Regions from separate parts of the Mus musculus genome. Here region 2 is linked to region 1. The links are chromatin contacts, called in public HiChIP or PLAC-seq maps. All regions are on one chromosome and are shown on one strand. The core of a region is the stretch at or near the end of the contact, and the rest is flanking DNA. Distances in the headings are between cores, read along the strand shown.

The links. HiChIP or PLAC-seq counts read pairs in DNA pulled down with a chosen protein or histone mark.
Region 2: a RAD21 HiChIP or PLAC-seq map of pro-B cells shows a contact between it and region 1, with 8 times the contacts expected there. The contact joins two enhancer-like sites. A contact is called at or near these places in 2 of 15 datasets of contacts at CTCF or cohesin (large pre-B cells and pro-B cells), 1 of 484 Hi-C or Micro-C datasets (large pre-B cells) and 1 of 115 datasets of contacts at active chromatin or transcription factors (large pre-B cells).

The regions. Positions count from the first base shown.
Region 1 is chr11:44,948,224-44,954,895 of GRCm38.p6, forward strand. The region is part of intron 10 of Ebf1 (early B cell factor 1); the gene reads left to right. Among named protein-coding and RNA genes, the nearest start is that of Gm51859, 140 kb to the right of the region's middle. Within about 2 kb of position 2,343, at least 60 of the 459 cell types and tissues checked have an H3K27ac peak or open chromatin away from gene starts, as enhancers often do. A contact at or near this core is called in pro-B cells, where this site is marked.
Region 2 is chr11:45,321,203-45,327,874 of GRCm38.p6, forward strand. No RefSeq gene overlaps it. Among named protein-coding and RNA genes, the nearest start is that of Gm12159, 210 kb to the left of the region's middle. Within about 2 kb of position 2,654, at least 14 of the 459 cell types and tissues checked have an H3K27ac peak or open chromatin away from gene starts, as enhancers often do. A contact at or near this core is called in pro-B cells, where this site is marked.

The sequences.
Region 1 (6,672 bases), core at 1,093-3,592:
AGAGAGCAATGAGGTACTTGGAGCAGTGAGTCAAATATTTCCTGCTCCTTGGCAGGTAGGGCTGACATTTTTGATCTGATGTGACGGGTTTAGAAATGAGCCTAGTGGACATGGGTGGCATAGGTTTAGAAGGCTTTTGCGGGGCCTGTTTTGAAAGGATATATTGAACCAAAAGAAAAGAATACTCCATTTAACCACGTGCTTTCTTCTCAGTCTGCATAGCAGAGAGTTTCAGACCCTTGATGTTTCTGAGTATTTTGCAACAAGGCCCTCCTCTTCTCTTGCTACCATACAGCTTTGTGTACAGGTGACTACTGTGGACAGCCAATGCAGAACTCAATGGAAGTCGTTGCCTGATGGGACGGCTAATGTGGTTGCAGAAGGAAGCAAACGGCCTTTCAGCAATCCCACATAGTTACTGATATTCGCATGGGGGAAAGCCAGCGTTTCTGTGTGAACAGAGGAAATTGCCTCATGTTAATCCCTGTGCCTTCAAAAGACATTTGGGATGTGGGACTCCTGCTAGGGTTTCATGCAGTAATATATAAAATATGCACTTGACCAAGAGCTTGCAGTTTTGACTAATGGGATTATTAGCCAATGAGTAATATGCTAAGTTTGCCAAGTCTAAGTTTATGGCTGGACCTTTGAAAGCCAGAACTCCATGTTCCGATAGTCAGAGGCATTCTAGTCTTGCAAGTTCAACCCTAATTAGAAAAAAAATACTAGGGAGTTATTATTTTTGATCAGAAAACTTGAAGTAGTGAGGGTCTTTTTGTTTATTTGTTTATTTTAAAGACTACAAATGCTAATATTTTGGAAGGATTCTTAGGGCATGTTAGGGAGTAAACCTTTTTGGAAGTAGAACATTTGAGAAGGGTCGGTGGTATAATTGAATAATGTAATTTGATCAAAAGAGAAACAACTTTGATGAAGTAGTTTATTACTTGCATAATTTTTCTTACCAAACAGAGTGCACAGCTACCAAGGCAGAGGACAAATTAAGGAGACACAATATCCAATCCAAGTTTGGCACACGAGAGAAAACACCTGGCTGACTGATTTCATTGTTTGCTTTCCAGCTAGTGTGCTTGGTGTGGTAGAGACACTTTGTGGGTTTCCTGTCTTTAACAGGCTAGTCGCCACAGATGACTACCTTGGAAAAAACATGATCTAACACCGAGATGACAGCCAGGTCTCAGCAGAAGGATACAATTTCTTTTATATATATATATATATATATATTCTATGCACATATATGTATATATGTTTATACATGTACACACACACACATATATATTCATATATATTGACAATTCTGTAATTCTGTTGCTTTGTTCTATTTTTAGCTGTGTGTTTAAATAATTTCAGGAATAATTGTTTTTAATTGTCTTTCGTTGTAGGCAGCACAGTTGAGAGTAAAATGAAGAGCTCATGAGGTCATGCAGCCTTTTCTTATTCACACACATTCTGCTACGTATGTGTGAGGGTTATCAGCATCTACCCCAGTTTCATTCACCATTTTCCCTCTGGCCTTCATGAAGTTTGCTTTCTTCTCTACAGACACAGACTAGCTCAGTTCAATGGTGTTACTCTGCTGTTAGACTGCTTACATCATGTTTAGATTTTTTTTTTAAAGACTATGTCTCTCTACCATGGTTCATGAGTTCCATTTTTGGGAGGCATTGATCCTAAATCTTGTGCTTTATTTTTCTCATGGCATTGAGTGGGTAGAAACAAACTCTAGTTCCTAATTCACTTTAAAGAACATGACCCCCCCCCCACTTTGTTCCTATTTTCTTGTTAAAACTAAATTGTGTGCAATTTGTAGGAAATTGAAACCACATTTTTTTCACTTTTAACTTTCCAAAATTAAAATTTATGGGGGGGGGGAAGCAATAAAGTGCTTACGAAATGGTCATCTATAATTATCTTCGTGGGTTGCACACATTTGAGGAAAATGACTTGGAGACCCTATCAAGGTTTTACAACCGCAGGACACTGGGCTTCTCACCAATCTCCCAGTCTCCCAGTCTCCCAGTCTCCCAGTCTCCCAGTCTCCCAGTCTCCCAGTCTCCCAGTCTCCCAGTCTCCCAGTCTCCCAGTCCCCCAGGTGTTGGAGCCAAGATTCACCTCCAGAAAAGGCTAAAGCTTACACTACACATTCAAACATGCAGTGTGCGCAGAGGCCCTCAGGAGTGCTCACAACACAACTAGGCAGGATCTCAACAGGTTTTCCCCTTTTGTTCCGTAGCGACTGTTGTTATAGTGACATTTACCATGTAGACCGCTTCTATGGCTAGTTCTGGACTTGATGTCAGTTCCTGTAACGTTCTTGTCACGCTCTACCTGGCCGTGGAAACCACAGAACCAGTTACATGAACTGCCTGTTTCTGGTTGCTGCTGCTACTGTTTTGGATTCTGAGTTCAGGGCTCTCTTCCTCCCAACCGTTCCTATGAAACGTTCTAGAAGACATTCAAGGTCTGAGCTATGATTTGTTTCCATCTTGGAGGAAAAAAGTGTTTATACTTGTCTGCTCTTTTGATATGGACATTATGGTTTCCACATGAACAAGAGTACATTTTCTAGTCTGAAAGCATTGATGTTTCCACATTAGTTTTTTGATATTATTGTTGTTGTTGTTGCTTGATTCTTTTGGTTTGGTTTGGTTTGGTTTTCTTTTTGTTGTTTGTTTGTTTGTTTGTTTCACTTTTGGTTTTGTTTTAGAAGAAGTCTCCCTGGCTGCCCTGGAACTTGTTATGTAGACCAGCCTAGCCTCTAATTCACAGATATCATCCTGCCTCTGTTTCTGGAGTGTTGGGGTTAAAGGAATATATCACTCTACTTAACAATCAATGACAAATGTATCAAACCATGCCTACCTTGAGGTAATATGTTTAGAAGTAGTATACTTGATGTGGATGTGATGAAGTCATTCACTCAATTCATTCATTCTTTTCTCCCACTGAGTAAATATTTATGGAATACCTTCTTGGTTTTATGTCTTAGATGAAACTCTAAATATAGAGTACTCAATACAAAGCTACAAGTAATACTTGCACTTAGCAACTTAGTCATTGAACCTTAGTGCTACCATCACCATTACAGAGCATCAGGGTGGATATGTGAAGCCTTACCAGGCGCCTGGAAGTACCTAATGACTTAGTTTCACCAGCAAATGACAGCCATGCCCAAGAAAGGCTTCTCTGACCACTTAGAGAAGGGCAATGATTTGACATGTATTCTGACCATATTTGGCTCTTCGTTATAAGGACTTCTGACCAACGAACTCAGATTCATAGGATTCATTTAACAACAATGTCAGTACTTATGTGCTGTCTGCTTCTAAGAGTTTACAAATGCAGAAGCATTGGCTCGAGCACGACTCGGCCACAAGTACTGCCCTGATGCTACAGATAAGGAGAAGGAGGCAAGAAGGGTTGAGTCATCTGCCAAGTATTTGGACAGTGTGACCACAGGAGCCACTATCTGCCAGTGTGACCCTAGAATCTACCATCAAATCCTAACATTATTTCCAACTACTTCAAGATTTCCATAAGCTTGCAGCCCCTTTGCAAGTGAGTGTCCCACACTTGGCATGTAGCAGGAATGTGCATGAGACTCTCTAGCTTGCTAATGGGCAGTTCTCACTAAAGCTCTGGCCCAGGAGTCCTTGGCTGGAGAACACCCTTGAGGTCTCACAAGCCAAGGGTAGGAAGAGTGGCTACTAAGCCTGCTAGTGAGTCCAAGTGCTCCTCTCACACATCTCTGGATGATTTGCTCAAGGAAATAACAATCATTTCCATTTCAAAACACCATTCACAAAATAACGTGTGCTAATTATGTAGCAAAACAGAGCAAATAAACAAACAACCCCCCCCCCAAAAAGCAAAAACCAAGAGAGGATAAAAGGGTACAAACTCACCCAGTACTCATCACCCAGTAATGGCAATGCCTCCCTGGACTTCTCTGTTATTTTTCTATGTATAACAAACACAGGCAAACATCTTTTTTTGTTTTGTTTTGCATCTGTGACTATATTGTACTGTGTGTCTATTCACACATGCAGCTTCATCTTCTGCTTTATTTAATATACCCCTTTCCTCACACACTAAGTCTTCTCCATAGCACGGCATTGAAGAGAAGCATAATTTCACACAGTGTAGACTTACTGTATTCTCCCACCGGCTACTGCTAACTAGTTAAGCCCATCTTTCACATATAACTGCATTATGATGCGCTGTGTGCTTCCTTTTCTAACTTGATGCTTTAATAACCATTGTAATTTCCTACAACTAAATTGTTCTAAAGCATTTGAACACTTAAATTTTTTTCCTACATAATTCTTTTTTTTTTGAGGGAGGTAGATGCCTTTCAAATAAAACATATTTGAAATAATTTTATTTTCTATTATAGTATTTGTACCATAAAATAATGTCATAAAGTATAGAACAGTGGAAATAAAATATGCCCACATGTATACAAGAACTCACAATTAGCCTACAAAATTATATCTAGCCATAAAGTAAGCATGCTAAGACCCTAGTATTTATATTAATACAGCCGGCCATACTTGTTAATGTATAAGTGTTTAATCTATCGGTACCCCCTCTCTTTTTTATCACCCAACTGCAAACTGGGTTCATTTTAGATAATTACCTTCAGTACTAAATGTATATTATCTGCCCAGTTAGGAAATAGATTGGAGGGAATTCAGAAATCAATAGTAATAAAGTAAACAGAGAGAATAGAATCTATTTCCGCTCTTACTATTTATTTGAATCTACTCTTCTAGAGACAGGGTCCCTGTCTAATGGATGTTGGACAGAGGACCACAAATAAACTCTGCTGGGAGCAGCTCTCCTTTAAGAATTGATCGCTGTTTCAGTAACTATCCTATTGTTTGAATATTAAAATGGCAGGTGCCTGTGGATGCCAGTGATGCTCTGGCTTCTGCTGTGCTCAGAATTGATTTCAGTTTCTCTTCAGTGTTTATACATCTAGCCCTCTGTGTGGCTGCTTTCGGCGCAACCTCTCTCTGGCCTTCATAAAGTGAATTTTTGACAGCAGATTGATGTTAGATTCACTGATGTTATGCTAACCACAATCTCATTGTCCAAAGGGAAATAAAATCCACTGTCCCATATTGCTGACAATAAAGGAAGCCCTCTATAAAGTGTCAGAGTTGGTGCCATCATGAGGAAAGATAATTTAATTCTCAAATTGGGACATGTCTATGGCTACTCCTTTAGCACAAATGTGGGAGAGTTAGTTTCCCTTGCCCAGGCTAAGAATATTCCAGTGGGCTAATGAGATTCAGAGAGGTGGCATTCCCAGACTCCCACAATCAAGAACATATTTCTGTCACATAGAGGAAACTCATACCCTGTGCTCTTTGGTGTGTGCTTAGTTTCTGCCTGTAATTGTCACTAGTTTCCCCCAATCCTAAAATGTATCAGCATTTATTTTCTCAAGAGTGCATCTTTCACTGTAGACTGGTCCGTCTGGTGTTTGAATGGCCTGATTTGGTTCATTCATCATTGAATTCGCAAGGCCAGGCTTATGGTGAACCAGGAAACTCCTTCGATGCTTCTGGAACTAGAGACCTTTTCGGATTTGAAGTTTTGGCTAAGGGAAACACAGCAAGATGCTGAGTTTATTTCCAGAGCACCCAGGAGATCGGCAGAGACTGCTTTGCATGTCCCAACATGCCTCCTCCTGTCATTTTCCTAATACTCCGTGACAATGGTTAAAAAGTTTCAAAGGGAGCCACGGAGTCCCGTGCATAAGCATTTGCATCCACTTGCCCTTTACAAAGTCGAGTCATACATGATGTCTTCATCATGTGAGCTGCCGAGTCACACACCCTTCTGATTTTAAGAGGCCATGTGCTCAGTGGGAGCTTGCGCTTGGCATCCTTCTGCTTCCAGACTCTTGCTTCTGTTGGCTGCTAAACTAGGCTGGCTTCCACAGTCCTTGGCCAGGTGATGGGCAGGAATCGACAGGAATCCTCTGGGTGCGCACCTCCGATTCCCGCTTAGGTCCTTCTGTTACGGGGAGAGAATGGAAAGTGAAATCTCAGAACAGCCCTGGCATTTCAGGAGAGAACTTTGCGCTTTGTTGTCCCCCACCCCCAACCCTACCCCTACCCCACCCCCACCTCCATCATTCTATGGCCCCTTCACATCCACCAGGCTCTATTTGCAAGCCCAGTCCTTTCCTCAGAGGGCACATCTAAAGCCCGATTAACTGGCAGGATGGTGTTATTTGTGATTCCTGTGCAAGGTGTCTCACGGCCCTGATTGGGAGGATGTCAATTTTGCAAGGACAGCATTATTTGTAGCATTTGCTGTTGCTTAGCCCCAGAGTGCTAGTTTGCTTGGGAAGGACGAGTGCTTAATATGCCCACTTCTTCCCTCTCTTGTCCCCTCTGCGTTCCTGCTGAATCTTCCTTTCTAAGCACGACCCTGAGACTGTTGCCCTTGTACCAGCCATTGAGAAGAGAAGGCGCTCCGGTGCAAATGGGTCATTAATGGTGAATCTGGAAGATAGCTAACTGATATGTGCGTTCAATTAAGATGAGTTTTTCACTTAAAGACTCCCCAGGAAGGGCAGCTTTCCCCTCAATTCTGGGCCATGAGCAGTTAATGAAGAAAGCATATCAGAATTCC
Region 2 (6,672 bases), core at 1,404-3,903, 370 kb after region 1:
CTTAGATTTCTTCTCTAATGATTTTTCTCTTATTATTTTTTAAATTTTGAAGTTATTTTTTTCTTCTTACTGAGAATGTATAGGATGTACATGTAGTATGTGTGTGGGGGTTTGTTCATGTGTGTGTTTGTATGTGTGCAGGTGTACATGTGTCATGGAACATATATAGAGATCAGAGGTGGTGTTATTGTAACAGCATCCTCCCTTCCCCAGGCACAGTACAAGTTCAAGTGCAGTACAATACTACCACTGTACATATTGTTAGAGAAGTTAGTAGTAGCTTATGCTTAAGTAAATATTTAGGCAGACCATAGGGATCAATGATTCCCTATGATTCTGTAGATTTTATTCCTAGGCTCAAAATCATACCAAGTCCTAGACCAGCATCTGGAATATCTTGTAAGCTAGTAGTCAACACTCACACTATGTATCTGTCATGACTTTGAAAACTCTTAAGCCCCATTATGTACTCAACACATGTATGTACTTTGCTATACACATGTTCACCTCTGCACACACATGAACACACACTATGGAAGCAAACCCACAGAATGCATTCCTAGATGAGTTGAGCTCTGTAATTTTCCCTGATGGATACAGAACAAATAAAACAAAGGATGTGTTCATCATCTGCCTTGCTAAGAGCATAGTTCACTGTCATTCCCTCTGACAGCATAAATGGGAGAGATTTACCCGGAACCACTTGCATGGCCTTCTGATAATCTAATTCTAAAACTGGCTAAGCTGGGACACTGAACCCTGTGATATACATCTGCAAACCCATGGTTTCCGAGACTGAAAAATAGGATTGTAAGATAGAAGGCAGCCTGAAATACAGACAAAGATACTACCTTGGGGGGAAACAAAGAAAGAATGAACTGGTTTATACAGTAAAGTTTTTCTAGTCTGCCCTTCACATCTCTTTCTCTTTGAGGTTGAGGTAATCTTTCCTTTGGGCCCAGTTCTCTTGCTGAGGCCTTGGCTTGCCTCGGCTGAATAATCACCATGATTTTGAAGTTGAGAATCCCCATTTCCCTATCCTCTGGGTTCATCTCAGATCAAATTTTTGCTTGCTAGTTGGAGAAATAACTGGAGAGAAACTGAGCGGGCCCAGTACCAATGCCTTTAATCTTCTCGGAGGGAGGCACACCACTCTGACCTGCTGATTCGTACAGTGTGTGTTACACTCAAATTACTCAAGAATTCCCTTGCTGGCCTTTTGTCGATAGTCCTTTTTTGCAAGGTCTTCATTACTTTCTAATTGACCAAATTTATTTTCTTCATCTCTCTCATTAAGGACGGGTTTAGAAGTAACCTCGATTGTGCAGACTTCCTAATGGCTTACTTCCTCTATGATTGCCCTCATTTTTAAAGAGGACTCTCCAGTCTACCCTAAGCCTATACCTTACAATCCAGCGATCCATCTACCTATTTAAGGGCAATGGGAGTCTAGAAAGTCTGCAGTAACTGATTGTATATTGTTATGTCCTTGGGTATGATATGGTTATACCTGCCAACACTGGTCACACACACACACACACACACACAATAGCACTATGTAGAGCTTTCATGATGGTTAGTTCAGCAGGAACTCAGTTTCAATGTATCCTGAGCATCTTTCCCAAATGTAAACTTCTGCGTTCATCTTTTGTCTTTCTTGATTAGTGAAGCCAAAACTCTAATGAGACAAGAAAATCTTCTTATTGCTACAATGGGTTGGTGTAGAATAAACTATATCCCACAGAGACCTGGATGTTCTGGCCCTTACCAGTGCAAATTCCTGCTGAAGATTCAATAGAACTACAAAGTGACACTACCCAGAATACCTGAAGTGTAGATCTTCTCCCTTCTCTCTTCCTCCATCTGTTCTCCTCCCCTGCCTCTATCTATCTCTATCCTTGTCTCTCTTTCTATATGTGTGTATGTGCATTCATGTATATGTGTGTATGTGCATTTGTGTGTGTGTGTATGTATGTATCTGTGGTTTGTTCTCTTGAAACCAGAAGATCCAAAGCAGATAGCAGCACATGGATACATACAGAGAAAGGACAGAGACAGACAGAGAGAGGCAGGGGAGAAGAAGGGATGAAGGGAGGGAGAAAGGGGAAGATCTATACTTCAGATATTCCAGGCAGTGTAACTTTGTAATCTTCTGCTTTTTAAATCCCATATACCATGAAAGTTGAGTTGCTCAAATTCTGGATCTCTCTCTCTCTCTCTCTCTCTCTCTCTCTCTCTGTCTCTCTCTCTCTCTGTCTCTTTCTCTGTCTCTGTCTCTCTGTCTCTGTCTCTCTGTCTCTGTTTCTCTCTCTCTCTCTCTCTCTCCCTCTCTCTCTCTCTCTCTCTCTCCCAGGTATTTACTGCAGGAATCTCAAGATCTTCCTTTCATAAAATGAGTCATAACTACCCAGCCTGCTCCACCAGACTTAAAATGCTAAGCACTGTGAAGAAAGAAAGATCCCCTCGCCATAGCTCTCTCATGGGGACCTCAGGATCTAATGCAAATAAATGTCTTGTCCCATTTGGGCTTGTGTCATGATAGCTTCTCTGACTAGACACGCCTTACATGTGCACGCCTTACATGTTCTTCCCCGACATTAAAGCTAGTGGCTTTAAAGTTAATGCCTATTTCTGTATCAGCCTTGGAGACGTTGCCCACACCTGGTTGACTCTTTTAACTGTCTACTTGGCAGGCCGGCTTGGCCCAACAACCACAGTGAGGGTGGGGGTGATCTTCACAGAATAAAATCCTTTTCCTGTTTTTCCTGGCTTGGCCAGTCAAGCAGATTGAAAGAAGTTGCATGTGCTTTTAAAAAATGAAACCCTTCTTGGCACTTTGACAAGTGGTTTGATGAGATCTAACTAGTATTTACAGAACTTGAGTTTGACACAAATTGAGGGTTAAATTTTCTCTCATTTACTGGCACCATCGACTTTGCATTTATAGCCCATAGGACCTGAGAGAGCAATACTGACTGTCAGTCTGTCATTTCCCCATCTCCAGCTTGAGAGTCCAACTAGATGCTTCTCTTACTCAGTTCTTCACATCAAGAGCTTTGAGTCTTGTAGGATCCACATACTGCTTACCCTGCTCTGCTCTGCACTAGCGAGATGGCCTCTGGTTACCACCTCACTTTCCTTGTGCCTCAGCTCGTGACTCTGAAATAGGAACATTAGTGAACTAAGTGATAGGTAAGAAGTAGCAAGAATGATTCACAAAATACCACAGTGATCAATGGATGGTAAGGATGACTAATGAATGTTTCCAGGGGATTCTATGAATTGAGCACTGTGGAAGAACAGGGAATCAGGGCTCATACCTAAATCCCAGCATTCATGGAGCTGAGGCAGGAAGTTTACCACACATTCATAGTCAGCTCAGACTACATAGGAAGTTCCAGACCAGCCTGAACTACAGTTTGGGAGACTATCTCCAAAAATAATTGTATTGCTTTTTAGGTTTCTGCAGTAAAACACCCAACATAAAATTGGGGGTGTGTTTCAGTTCATAATTCTGAGGGAATCTGTTAATGACAGGAAGGCATGGGACAAGAGTATGTGGAAGACAGCCACACTGTGTTCAGTCATGAAGCAACAAGACACGAACACAGCTGCCCACTCCACTTTCTGTCCCCAGCCTGAGGGGACAATGCCTCTACATTTGGTTGGCCTCAGTAAAACTTTTGTGAAGAAACCTTCACAGACATACCCATGTGACTTTAATCCCAGTCAAGCTAACAATGAAAATTAACTATCATACTGTCCTATATGAAATTGCCATACTCAGAGACATTTATTATTATCCATATAGAATCCATAAACAAATCAGATATAGCTTTCTCATGAGTGAGCACACTTACAAGTACAAAAATTATCAAGGTAACAGCATACGATCAATTAACTTATATTCTAAATAAAACAATAAGACAAAACACAAATAGGTATGTGTATTGGGGAGTTTGTGAGAGGCCTATCAAGTGCTATGGAATAACTGAAGGACAGATTCCATGTCTGGGACTGGTAGCCCATGCCCCTACAAGAGAACTAGCCTACCTTAGAGACTCTATAAGGGAAGTAAATCACACATTCGGACAGGGACCTAGGGAAGGGGAATTTAGAAAGGGCTGCACTGATGGACTTAGTGCCCAGGGTTTCAAAGAGCTAAAGATGAGGTAAGAGTGACCTGGATTCTCAAAATTCTCATCAGGAGATACTCTAAAGAAAGCATGGTGATCATTCTGGATTATCTATCCAGGGTGAGTTTTCAGTTTTCTTTGTATTCTTTTTGGACTGAGTAGGTGTATAGACTCACTACCTCCTTTTTCTTCCTTGTGTTTTTGCTTCTGAGAAAGGTTCTATAACTCAGGCTAGCCCCAAACTCCATATACAGCTGAAGCTTGCCTGGAACTCTTAAAATTCCTGCCCAAGCCAGACAAATGCCAGGATTATAAATAGGCATATATGGCACTGCCCTTGTCTTTCACAATACAATGGTGAAGTGCCCCCAGAAAGTCTGCTTTGTAGAATTGAGAAAGGGAGAAGAGTTTCAGTGTAACTTCTGGAAATCATTTGTCCAAACCACATTAACAATACACACTGTGGTCACTTGGTCACTTATTGCTTCTATGGCTCTGAAGAACATAAGTAAACCAAAATGTACGGGGTTGGGAAAGCAGAGTTTGAAATATGTCTAATGTAGACATCATTTGGGGTCAGGTTGTTCATTTAAGTGTTAATATTTTAATTAGCTGGTTTTGTGTGTGTCTCTCGGTGTGTGTGTATGTGTGTGTGTGTGTGTGTGTGTGTGTGTGTGTGTGTGTGTGTGTGTGTGTGCTCATCCACATATATGCAGGTACCCTTGGATGCTAAAAGAGGGCCTCCAGATCTCCTGGATCTGGGGTTATACATGGTTAGGACCCTCCTGACATGGATGCTAAAAATCATACTCTGATGCTCTGTAAGAGCGATAAGCGCCCTTCACCAGGAAACCATCGCTCCAGCCTTCCAGCTACTAATTTCTGTGGACCTGAATCCTCTTAGTCATGCCACAAGGCAGGCATAGAAAGCAGATGCTCAGAGATTTTAAACAAATTGCCCAATGAAGGAGCTGGGCTTTGCATTCAGATCAATCATGCTCAAAAGATTGGGGACGATCAGTTCGCTGACATCTTAAAAACTCTGACACTTAGTTCTTCCTAGTAACGTGGCTCCTGTTTAAAGTACCACGGAGCATTTTGCTTATTTCTACAGCTGCACGTGCAGTCCTTCTTAACCTTACAACACTCAAGTTTTCAGAGCAATTTCCTTGAACAGCTCAGGTTTTGCTGAAAGTGGCTCTTGCATAATTCCTACCCCTGGCCAAACTCCCTTAATGATGTTATTTTACACCATATGCATTGAGGTTGATCTGAGTCAGCCATTTTTCTCATTCTTGATTTTTTTTTCTCCTCCTACCCCCTTCTCCTTGGGTCAATATTCATTTGAAATGCAAGAAGTCGGCCTCCATTTTAGCTGACAAGGCTGCTTGTTCACACACCTTTCTGGTGGATAACTGACAAGTGTCCGCTTAGGCGTGGGGCTGCCTCTAAACAGGTCCTTTGAAATGTCAAAAGAGAAAGTGCTCCCAGATGCAAGGGGCTACTGGAGAATGGCTACACTGGAAATCAGACTTCTAGTCATCTCCAAATGATGACCACTGTAAAAAGACTGATGAGAGAAAGTGACCATAGTAGCCAATCCTAATTCATTCTGGATTAGGATTGAGGAGAGTGATGTCTGTAGGCATCTGTATCGTGCATTTTTGTTACAAGAGCCTACAATGTGACTTTATAGAAATGTTGCAAAGAAAGCACAAAGAATTCATGTGCATTCCTCTCTTAGATTTCCTTATGGTTAACCCTTAATATTCATGTACTCATCACATGTAAGGAGCAAACACTGATGTTAAGGATATGAGCAATCATACTCTTAATTCAGATATTACACGTATTTAGAATCTTACCCATGGGTTCATGTTACAGTTAGTGGTCACAGATCTTTGACCTCCTCTAGTCCAAGGCAGTTCCTTCACTTTCCTGAGGATCTTTATAATTTGATGATCCTGACAATTATGTGATGGGCTGGTCAGGTACACTGTAGAATATTCCTCAGCTTCAATTTGCCTGACCTTTTCCTCATGATAGGATTGGGGTTCTGGGATATAAAAGGTGAGGCAATCTTTTTGTCCCTGAGTAGTGCCATTCCGATCATATTTTTGGGTGCTTCTTTTAGGAATTATGCTGTAATGATAGCTGTGAAATCAGTTGACCTGTGCTTGTAACATAGATTGACTGGCACTTATGAATAGTCTCAGGCAAGCTTGTTTTGTATACCACATCTTGCACCTTTTACAAACTAGAGTGACAATTCAGTGTGCCACATGGATTCATACCGTGCAGAGTAGCACATGGTATCCAGGAAGCATTAAAGAAAGAAGTAATCATTTCTAGCATAATCATTTATCATTGTTAACATCTTGAACAAATTCCTCCCATGTCCCCTATCCATCCTAGATGGAAGTTATACTGGAGATCTCTAGTCAGATGTTGTACAAACAGAGAATGACTCATTAGTGTATGGTATTTGACAAGTCCCCTATTCTAATTCTCCAATTACTCTTTGTAATAGAAAGCA